Linked DNA regions of Rattus norvegicus: region 1 is linked to region 2. A link is a contact called in public Hi-C data. All regions are on one chromosome and are shown on one strand. The core of a region is the stretch at or near the end of the contact, and the rest is flanking DNA. Distances in the headings are between cores, read along the strand shown. Region 1 has its middle 100 kb from the start of Pabpc2. Region 2 overlaps Arhgap26 (Rho GTPase activating protein 26).

What was found. A called contact is a pair of places that touch in the nucleus more often than the background predicts.
Region 1: a contact with region 2 is called in a Hi-C map of liver, with 9 times the contacts expected there. The contact joins two enhancer-like sites. A contact is called at or near these places in 6 of 12 Hi-C or Micro-C datasets (hepatocytes, kidney, liver and 2 more).

What each region holds. Positions count from the first base shown.
Region 1 is chr18:32,002,489-32,008,096 of GRCr8, forward strand. No RefSeq gene overlaps it. Among named protein-coding and RNA genes, the nearest start is that of Pabpc2, 100 kb to the left of the region's middle. Within about 2 kb of position 2,188, at least 1 of the 93 cell types and tissues checked has an H3K27ac peak or open chromatin away from gene starts, as enhancers often do. A contact at or near this core is called in liver, where this site is marked.
Region 2 is chr18:31,237,104-31,242,588 of GRCr8, forward strand. The region is part of intron 10 of Arhgap26 (Rho GTPase activating protein 26); the gene reads left to right. Among named protein-coding and RNA genes, the nearest start is that of Arhgap26, 150 kb to the left of the region's middle. Within about 2 kb of position 1,263, at least 51 of the 93 cell types and tissues checked have an H3K27ac peak or open chromatin away from gene starts, as enhancers often do. A contact at or near this core is called in liver, where this site is marked.

The sequences.
Region 1 (5,608 bases), core at 938-3,437, 770 kb after region 2:
GTAGCTGACCTTTTGCTCTTGCCATACTCTCCCAATTGCAGCAGCAGCTCTAGACTTCCTTTCAGAAGTTTTGTGCCACGTTGCACTGTTAAAAACAGAATTACCGACCCTCCCTCCTTTTCCTCCAAGATCTGTTTCAAATGTCCTTTCTTCTAAAAGAGATTTTCTTTCTTTGCAGGTAATATAAATTGCTCCTTCCTTAGTGCCTCGTGGTCTTCGATTTGAGTCTGCAGCGCCCTTCCACTGCAGCAGAGGCATCTCTGTAACTCCACGCCGAAGGCAGTACTTGGCACAGTAGAAGCCCCTAGTGTCAGCTGAGCCGAGGAAATCATCTGCTGGAGTCAGTGTAGATAGACTCATTGTGACATTATTACCTTAACCCTGAAACGCCGACAAAGAGGATATTGCCACCCTCGTGACTGCATGCCCACATTTTCTGCTGCTGAGAGATGGAAGAGAGTACAGATATTTTTCTCTCCCCATTTTAGTGCGTGTGAACAATTATGTGGTGTGTGTATATGTGCACATGTGTGTGCACCCTGTAGATATCTAAAGTCATATGGTGTGTTTTTCCTAAATTGCTTCTCCTTTTTTACTTTTTAAATTAGCATCATCTCTCACTATCATTCTGCTGGCCTGGTTGGCCAAGGAGCTTTCAGGCTCCTCCTGTGTCTTTCTCAAGGCTGTGGTCACAGACACAGCATTCCATGCTCTGCTTTTTTTTTTTTTTTGTCTCACATGGTTTATAGGAATAATCACAACTCATGTCCTTATGCTCGTGAGGCCACACCTTGCCAATATATACCCAGTGCAACCTACAGACTTCTCTTGAGATGATGACTAGAAGAATTTAGTAAATATATGAGGCGTATGACGAGCTTCTGCCAGGCTTGGTGGTGCATGTCTTTAAGTGAAGCACTCAGGAGGTAGAGGCAGGTGGACTCTCTAAGTTCCAGGCCAGCCTGGTCTACAAAGTGAGTCCAGAAGAGTCAGATCTTCAGAGTCAGAGAAACTCTATCTTGAAAAATCAAAATCAAAACCAAAACTTAAAAAAAATTAGCTTCTGTGATCTCCAAAATATCATTCTTCAAAGAAATAATGCAAACATGCGTGGGTGCCCCTTTTATGTTAATCTTTTGAATCTCAGACTTTGCTCTGTAAGCAGTAGAAGTGAGGTGGCCAACCTCAATACTGAATAAGCAGAGATATAAAATTGTAGAGGCAAATATTATATGGCACATGCTATATTGTTACATGCTACTGTTGGTAACATTGAAAATTCACTTTATGATTTGCTCTTCACAGCTCCAATTCTTACTGAAACTTCAAAGCATAATTCTTACTGACAGGCATGGAAAATAAAAGTACATTATTCACATTTTCCTTTTCTATCTTTGCCTTGTTCTATATATATATATATATATATATATATATATATATATATATATATAAAATATAGCCATGGGCCAACTTTAAAAAAAGAAAAAAAAAGAAAAAGGAGCTGATGATAAACACGCCAAAATCACAACGGAGACACATGACATTCGTACACAACATTACAACGGGTGTTAGTGATAAATCTGTGCTAAGAGCTCACTCAACCCAGATGTCAGAGAGGACAACTGAGGGCCATGATAAATCTGTGCTAAGAGCTCACTCAACCCAGATGTCAGAGAGGACAACTGAGGGCCATGATAAATCTGTGCTAAGAGCTCACTCAACCCAGATGTCAGAGAGGACAACTGAGGGTCATGTGGAATTACCCACAAAGTCTCGGGTCCTGCTCCTTTCCCTCCACTTTCAAACTCACAGTCAAATGAATAAGGGGATCTCCAGCTTAGAGTCAATCTTTTGTTTCTCTTCTCCTGACAAGCACTTCGATCATAAAGTGGAAAATGAATATTAGTGTCTCACAGCTATTGTTGGAGCCTGAGTTGTCCTCATCTGCAAGTAGATCATAGTTATAAACTTTTATCTGCCAGTCTCTTCACCCATGGGACCAGAAGAATACAGAGTATCCTGAGCTATCTAGGAAGGCTCAGTGTGGCCAACAGGATTCTTACAAGCAGAAGTGGGACTATCAGCAGAGAATGTGAATGGCATCTAAAAGCCAGGATTGGGGCAGGAGCGTAGCTCAATGGGCAAAGTCCTTGCTGTGTAAACGAACAAGAGGACTGAAGTTCAGCTCCCCACATCCATGCTGAAAGCTGGGTTTAGCAGCCCTGGTGGGGGTGGGCAGGGACAGGAGATCACTGGGGCTCCTGGACAGCCACTCTCTTCTGTAGATCAGATCGGTGGTCTCCAGATTCAGTGAGAGACACATCTGAGAAAATAGGGTGGATAATGATCAAGAAGACAATTGATGTTGGATTTTTGCCTACACACACAGACACACACACACACACACACACACACACACAGAGAGAGAGAGAGAGAGAGAGAGAGAGAGAGAGACATGAACATATGCAAGCACTCACCACACATACATATATACACAACAACAAACAAATAAAAAATATCAATTATTCTCTAGAACCATAAACCTATGATAACTTGGCTTTCAGAAGCTTCTTTTACAGTTCTGACTTCCAGAACTATACAACAATGAATTGTGTCGGTTTAAACTGCTACCTTTATGGTATGCTGTTATAGCAGCAATAAGAAATCTACAGTGTCAAGGAATTTTCAGTTGGGGAAAGCAAATATCATTTCACCTTACTCTATGATAGCATATATAAGTTGTTAGCCTCAGGGATAGTATTGGACAACATATAACCTAGTATACTCACAGATTCTGAGGCCATGGACACTGGGAGTGGTCAGTAGTGCTGGGGTTGTTTTGCTACCAAGTGTCCTTAGTCACTTGGACTTCAAAGTATTATTTCTCCTGTTCAACAGTTTCCCTGAGTATTAATTAATACATAAATACTATAATAATGGCTCAGGAAATAAGGTTATTATGTGAAAATGCATTATATTTATGTATACTAGAACACACAATCAAACTTTAGCATATTGTGTTGGGGTCCAGGAGTCACCCCATAAACCACATGAACACCGATCTCAGTCAGACTGGGATGTTTTGTTGAATGCATACCCTAAGAGTGGTCAATCAGCACTATTGCTCAGAATTCTGGGGCTGAGGCTATAACCCTGAATATTTTTTCTGTGTCAGCTTATAAAGGCTAAAACTGCAGAAACCACAATGAGCTCAGAAGCTGGTGTTGGAAGTGCTGACTGGTGGTCAGCCCTTACTGACTCAAGCCATTTTAGACAGTTCATATTGATCTTTAATTTGATCAGTCCTATGTGGGTGGGTCCTGCTAAGACTGAACCCCCAGTGAACTAGACTGGTGGGGGGGAGGGTGGCAATGGGGGGAGGGTTGGGAGGGGAACACCTATAAGGAAGGGGAGGGGGGAGGGGGATGTTTGCCCGGATACCGGGAAAGGGAATAACACTCGAAATGTATATAAGAAATACTCAAGTTAATAATAATAAAAAAAAAAGGAGCACAGAGAACGTAACAAGGGTATGTGGTCAGCATGACCCTTTTCTCAGTCAAGTTATTTTTCTGTGTCAATGACTGGCATGCATGTTTCAGCAACAGTATGAAATAGCTGATGGGCATGAAACAAAATGGCTACAGATATGCTAGGGGAGAAAGACCACAGCAATTACCATTTGACTAAACATATGTATATTCAACCCCAGCACTAGGAAAAATCTGTCTTGTAAACTATAATGCAGTGCTGAGAGAAAAATAAGAAACATTTTGAAACAACAGAAAAATATACTATGTTCATGGATTAGAAGACCAAATGTTGTTAAGGGTAATCTTCCCAGACTGATTTGATGAAATTTTAATTCATCAAATTTAATTCATGAAATTTAATTCATCAAAAAGAATACAAGCACAGTATTTTGTTTTTCTTTTAGAATTGATTGACATTTCGATTCGTACAGGATTTTCAACACAGAAAAATTGAAAGAACCACAGATCATGTTCTTAACGATAGTTGTTGTATTAATGTGTCAGCATCAAACAGGGATGATGAGCTTTCCTTGTGAGGATCAGAATTATCAGAATCATCACATGTCACTCCCTGTGTCAATTACATGTGACTCTCACGGGGACACAACTTTATGTCATAGACATTATATTCAATTTTTTAATCATTCACAATGTATTATCAAAATCACTAGGAACATTGAGTGACCAGTACCAGAGAAATTACAGAGGGTATGGGGTCCTGACTGATAATGACCAGGGTGTGGTTTTCTTTAGGGAACAGGTCTACTGAAAACAAGGAGTAGAAGTAACTTAATACATTCTGACATATTGGATGCACCATGGTGACTCTGCTATTGATCACACTTCGCATGCGCTGTATTGTAGGATATAACAGTAGGTGATACTCACTCCCCATGTGTTATCGAATAGCTGGACTTAGCCTCTTTCTCCTCTGCTTTGTCAGAGGTTGGAGTCTCCTTTGAATTTTTATTTTCTCCAGGTGGATCTTTAGATTCTTGGATGACTGCCAAAGGTTTTCTTGTTTGTTTGTTTCTTGTTTTGTTTTCTTCTTCCCCTTTTTTCTTTGCACATACATTTATTTATTTATTTATTCATTCACTCATTCATTCATTTATTTATGTCAGCTAAAGAGTTATCCTTTCCCACTTGTTTGCCTTTGATTTTAGTTTTACAGGAGAGTTTAGTGAGTAGCCCTGCCCATCTGTGCCTGGGTCCCTTCTTTGCCTCCCCTTCCACTAAGCTCTCCTTGTCTTTGAGTATCTTGGGAACCCTAGCAGCAGCAGGAGGGCCTGGGTTCTTCAGAGCTGTCATTGTACTGTTCTGGCTGCTGCCTCAGGGAGATCTCTTTTAGAAACGGTCAAGCCAGTTTGAGGATGTAGAAAACACTCAAAGTGAGACGCACACGGTGAGTTGCGGTTAAGATCAATATAATGCAGGTTACAGGTGAGCTTCTCCTATGTTCCAGTTGGGTAGTAAGGTAACAATGGCCAAATGAAGCAGTGAGATCTGCCTGTGTTCAAATCCCAGCTCTGCCCTTCCAACTCCACTCCCGCAGTAACTATCACAATAGTTAATCAGAATCTTCTGGGGAAAGGCAAGAAAGGGATGAAGGCAGGGAGCTTGGGTGTAACAGGCCCTCTGCCCAGCCACTTGGGCAAAGAAACACCCCGATGAATGGCTAGTAGTTTACATTAATGCATCTGGCAGGAGCATTTGAGGACTTTATATGTGTCCAGCAGAGTGAATTAGCTTGCTCAAGACCACAAAGGTGTCCAAATGAGTGTCACTTATCTGACCAGGTCCATCCTAATGACCCACATTTGAATACAAAGCCCAGATCTGACACCAGCTAAATGTGACTCAGGGTGAAACCCCTCATTTCCTGATCTCTTACTAGGAACCATAAGGGGACGGCAGTGGGGAAATATCATCTACTTTTAGATACCTCGAGGACTAATATACATAATTTAAAAGTCCTTAACCAATTGGGTGACATATATAGGCTGAGAAACTGGGTGACATTTTCTTTTTTTCTCATTGTTTTCTTCTGTGACCTTCATACCTGTGTGCTCTCT
Region 2 (5,485 bases), core at 13-2,512:
TCCTGCAGATGCTGCATCAGCAGTTGTGAACTAGTTTTCCTGAACCTTTCTCAGCTCTCTCTCACACACATTCTGCCAATTCTGCGCCCTCCTTCCCCACAGTAGTAGCCACTTCCCTGTAGTAGCCAGGTAACACATTTTCTTTGTATTGGTTGGCTAGCTGTTCAGTTTGAAATGTTTTGGGTACTTCTGTTTAATTCTGTTTATCTCAGATGATTTGCTTTTAGAGGCAGAAAGACCATAATTTCTTGCAGCCTTTAGCATAGCACTATTGTATATGATTGCCCAATATTAATTTTTTATGGTGAGTACAGTTTTGAAATTGCATTATTTATTTTTTCCTCTGGGAGTTTAGTAATGAGACTAGAGAACATTAGTTAGCTGCTAATTAAATTAAAGCTCTAGCAAGTACACACATAATTTGCTTTTGTGTAGAGATATGGTAGTATAAGTGAAGCCAGAATAACAGAAGCTAGACATTTATGGAAGATCTGAATTAAAAAAAAAATTAGTACCTTCCAGTCAGCAAGCATCTTTCCAAGTTGTATTTTCAGAGAAGGATGCATATTGTAGGTTGAATAAGAGATAGAGGGAGCCCTAGGTTTGAAGGCAGGACTGACTCTCACTAGCCACAGGACTGGTACTAAGATGGTGCTGGTTGTGACTGCCGGGGTTGTTTTGAAGCTGGGATATAGCAGTGTCCCTCTCTGATGGTGTCCCACGTGTGTAAATGTTTTTGTATGCTCCGAACTATGGGACTTAATTTTTCTCCTGGTAAACCTTACCTTTGCTAAAAGTCCTTCCACACTGCCTTGCGGTAAGCTTGCTTCTTTTCCCATAGCCTTGTCGATTTATATGAGAGTGACTTGAGGCACTGGAAGGGTTCCTGTGAAGAAGGCCCACTAGGGGGAGATTCTGAAGGCAGTGCTGTGCTTCCTAACTTGATTCCCACAAAAGAGGAAGTTTTATGTCCACATTCAGTTTATGATCTCCCCAGGAAACCATTCTAATTTTAAATGAAGGTAGTTTACGGTCTGGCTTGGTATGAGTATGGTGAATAGGTCGTTTTGAGTGTCTTTGTGAAACTGTGTGACTCTTGAGATTGTTTTCCAACGAGGATCGATCCATCTTACGTAACAGGCTGTTTGAGTGTTCGGCCTCTAGGTGGCAGTTTTGCACGTGCATTGGTGGCTCGTGGGTCTATGAAGTGTACTCGTCCTTTAGACACTGGTAATTCGAAGACAGCTGCGTGTGTGGTTTCTGTAGAAGCGACAGTTTATATGGCTATTACTACTTAAGACAGAGAGTATTTTCAGTGAGTCATTCTTTCTCTTGAAGTTCCTTCCTCTCACCCTTTTCACAGATCGTTCATACCTACTTTCTGGCAACAACTAGCTGGCCCGCCCAGTTTGTCAGGCCTCTTTAAATATGGCAGTTTAGCTGGGTGAACCAAGATGCTAGATTCTTTGCTTCGGGATGATGCATGTGAGGACAGCAGACTCGTCCTTCTGTCCAGCCTGTGCAGAGAACCAGGCCTCTCTGTCCCATTACAGTCTTTATCTCACAGAGCCACAGAGCGGATGAACTGTTTTTCCTGGTTTCAGTCTTCCCGCCCCTCCCCTTCTCGCTGCCTGTTTGAAATGCTACTTGACTTTGCCTTCCTGCCGGTTGGGTTGGAGTGCTGGTCTCTATGCCATTGACCTTTCAGGCAGGAAATGGGTTTTCCTTCCTCAGAGGGTGTTATGCTGCTCTGACAGCATGGCCAGGGGTGGAGTGGCCAGTGGGGGATGGGCATCATTCTTTCTGAATTGCTTCCTGGCTCTTAGGGATAGATAGCAAGCTGTCTGTTCGTTTTGCCTTCTAATTAAGTGAGAGCGTTGGCTATCTGAACCTGTTTTAAGTAGGAGTGGGTTTTGCTGGCTAGAGGAGTGGATGGGAGGGCGACCTAGGCAACGGCCGTCCGTCCTCTAATCAGTGCAGTGAAATGTGTTGGTGAGTGCACACATTTATCTGCCAGCTTCTCAATGTAGGGCTTAAAAAACAACTCAACACCAAAAATGTGTTATTACATAATTCTCAAGAGGGAGAGCAACGAAGCAGTAAATTCCACCTGCTCTGTTCATCATGAGACCAAAGAACCTTAGTGGCACAGAGGGTGGTGGATGAGGCAACGTAAGGAGGGCTTTGCTCAGCTCGCCTTCAGTAGTGGTAACGAGGGTTCCTGTTACTTTGCGTTGCGCCCGTCCCATTAGTCAGCAAAGCTTTTTCCTGGTGTACTGTGGTAACCTGTGCCTGTTGCTGTAGCAGTTATGTTCACGGGCCATGAAGTTTAACAAGCTAGAAATTCATCTGGTCTTCTAGGACTTTAAAATCTTTCAAAATAACTCTGTGTGAAGCTGTCTGATGGGGCTGGCAGTGATTATTCTCTGGACTGTCCCTATTGCCAGGGTCCTCCTCGGTCTCCAATCTTTCCTCTCAGGAGGTGAGTGCTGTAGGCTTTTGCTGATTATGATCCATTCATTCATTAGAATCAGACTCTTACTAACTTATTGATTCAAAGCTGCTGAGGAAAACATCTTAGGGAGTACGTGGAAGGTTACTCCCTTCCTTCCTCTCTCCAAGTTGATAGTCTTGGACTCTAGGGCACATACGCTTGTCACAGATAAGGCCACTGTAGCATTATGGCATAAGCATAGGTCTGGTTTTAGTTTCTGACCCACCTGGATATAACATCAGAGTTAGCCCTTAATAGCAACGTGGCATCTTTCACTTTTAGAAAGAGTCCCAAAGGCCTGGAGATGTGGCTGAGAGGTAGAGGTACCTAGCATGTCTGAGCCCCAAGTTCAATCGCCAGCAACACAAATAGAAAAAAAGTAAATAAGCAATGAAATCGGATAAAGGAGGCCCAGCAAGTGGCATTTAATTCATATGTTTATTGTGAGAAAGAAGTGATAGTTGACAAAATCCTTAGCACAGTGTTTGGCATGTAATAAGGATCTCTGGTTTCTCTCACCTGGGATCCACCAGGTTAACATTCCGGGTGACAGCTGCCTCTGTGACCTGCACTTACTCTGTTCTTTCTTTTTCATACGCCTTGAACCACAAGAAGAAATGCAGAAGAGATGAAAGGCCACAGGTTTTAGAGAAAGAAGCCCAGCTCTGTTTTCCTTAGGGAAGTAAAGGGCCTCTCACCTAGCTCCCTTCACTTGACTGCTTACCTGCTTTCTATAAACACATGTGGGTCAGATGCCATTCTCCAAGGTTCTACATGGCTTTGGTCACATCTGTACAGACTTTCATTGTATAGGAAGTATCAAGAAGCAGTTTCCCCAGCACTGTTTCCTTTTCTTGGCATCTGGCCAGCCCCTTTCACCCAGGCATAGAAAGCCCACTCTCTAAGCCTTCACTTTCCCAACTTCCAAGAGCACAGTGGGACACATTTCACACACAGGTTACAGTAAGTTCTGTGGGTCCCATAGCCCTTCCTTTACTGTCAACCTGACCCTAAGTGGTGTGGATAGGATAGGATAGTTGGCTCTTGCCAACTGGAGATTTAGTATTACGAATGAGTAAGCCCTAGATCTTTGGAAGTTGATTTAGAGAGAGCAGTGCTGGGAGGTTCTGGATGTGTTTGTTTCAGTGGGGTGGAGTCAGTTCTAGCATTTCCTTGTCCAATAGGAAGTGGGTAAATTGCCAAACCACTGAGATCACTCTTGTTGACTCTGATTCATGAATAAGATTAGAACTAGAAAGCTGTCGAGGAACCCCAGAATCAGCTATGGATGTGCATTTGATTGTTCTTAGCTGATGGGAGGGCTGTGATGGACTTTGGTGGTCCTAACATTCTGGAGACAATGCTTTCTTGGTTAGTTAGGGCTCTTTTTGATTTTGTTTGTTTTTCGATTTTTTTTTTTTTTTTTTTTTTTGGTCAGGTTGACATTGGCTGGTGTTATCTGGGGAGAGTAACCTCAGTTGAGAAATTGCCTCCATCAGATTGACCTGTAAGCAAGTCCATAGGACATTTTCCAGATTAATGATTGATGTGGGAGAGCCCGGCTCACTGTGTGTGGTGCCTCCCCTGGTTGTAGGTGGTGTAAAAAAGCAGGCTGAACAAGGCAGGAGGAACAAGCCACTAAGCATCTTTCCTTCAGTCTCTGCTTCTGTTCCTGTTACCATGTTTCTGCCCTGAGTTCCTCTCCTGAGCTCTCCTGATGATGGAGTGTGACCCATAAGAGAAATAAACCCTTTCCTCTTCATGATCCGCACCTCACTGATAGCAACCTAACCAGACAACTACAAATGCTACGTTGCTTCTCTGTGGGCTCTTTTTGGAAGCCAGCACTGGAACAGACGTGGGGATGGGTAGCAGCTTGCCTGGAGATAAGTGAGGATTCTCTTCTCTTTATTATTATTACTAACATGTTTGAGACACACACACACACACACACACACACACACACACACACACACACACTTCGCATACTGACTGCTCTCACCTCCCACCTCCCTCCCACTCCTGTCCCTTTCCTTCCCTCCCCACAAGTTTCCCTCTCGCTGTTCATTTCTAGTCATGTTGGAGAACTATTTTCTGCATCATTCTTATGGCAAGAGTGTAGCAGTGTTGAGAAAATTGCAGGTCCTTGTTCCTGCTTCACAGGCTGCTCCGGCTCCAGCGCTAACAATGTGTTCATGGTGAAGAAATGCTGGCTTTTGAGGAGAATTTTAGGGTTGGACTTCAGAAAGGATTTTTAAATTATTTGTACCTCTCATCTGGTCACTGGAGGGAACCTCTCCAAAGAGGTTCTAGTGTTTGCTGGAGGCGTCCTTTCTCTGCCCCTCTCAGTTATCAGGCACTAGTTTTAGGTTGGAATAGCATTCTACTTTGAAGCTGTTACTGGGGAGGGTAAATGAAATGGCTATGATGTCATGGCTGGTCTTTGCTGTAGGGTGTGATTTTCGGTCTGAAGGTGTTGGTTGTTAGCTGGACCACTGTTGCCGAAATATCAAAAAACTGCCTAACCTTTTACCCCGTGCTAGTGCCGCCGCCCATTGGGCTGCATGGCACTGCAGGGCATCCTTATCTCAGCAGCTCCGTGCTGCCCCCAAGTAGACTGCCCCCAGGACTGTCCTAGGCAGTCCACGGGCTGTTCCACACGGCTCCCTGCCGTGGACTCTGCTCACACTCCCAATAACCCGGTGAAATCGAGACTCAACAAACTGCAACCCAACAATCAGATTTCTATGTTAAACTCTCAATCCGCAGTATATCCACACAATAAACTCACTCCCAATTGATAAAGATATAAACTATCCACCTAATAAGATAAATTTGCCTACAGAAATCCATCCCTTAAGAAATATACATAACTATCTTGGCAATTCAAGACCCCCTGGATCTGGGTCATCCTTCTCCGTCTCCATCTTGATTCTCCCCTTCTCTTCCGCCTTACAAAAACTTTGTTCCCACCTTATTTTTTTACTGTCC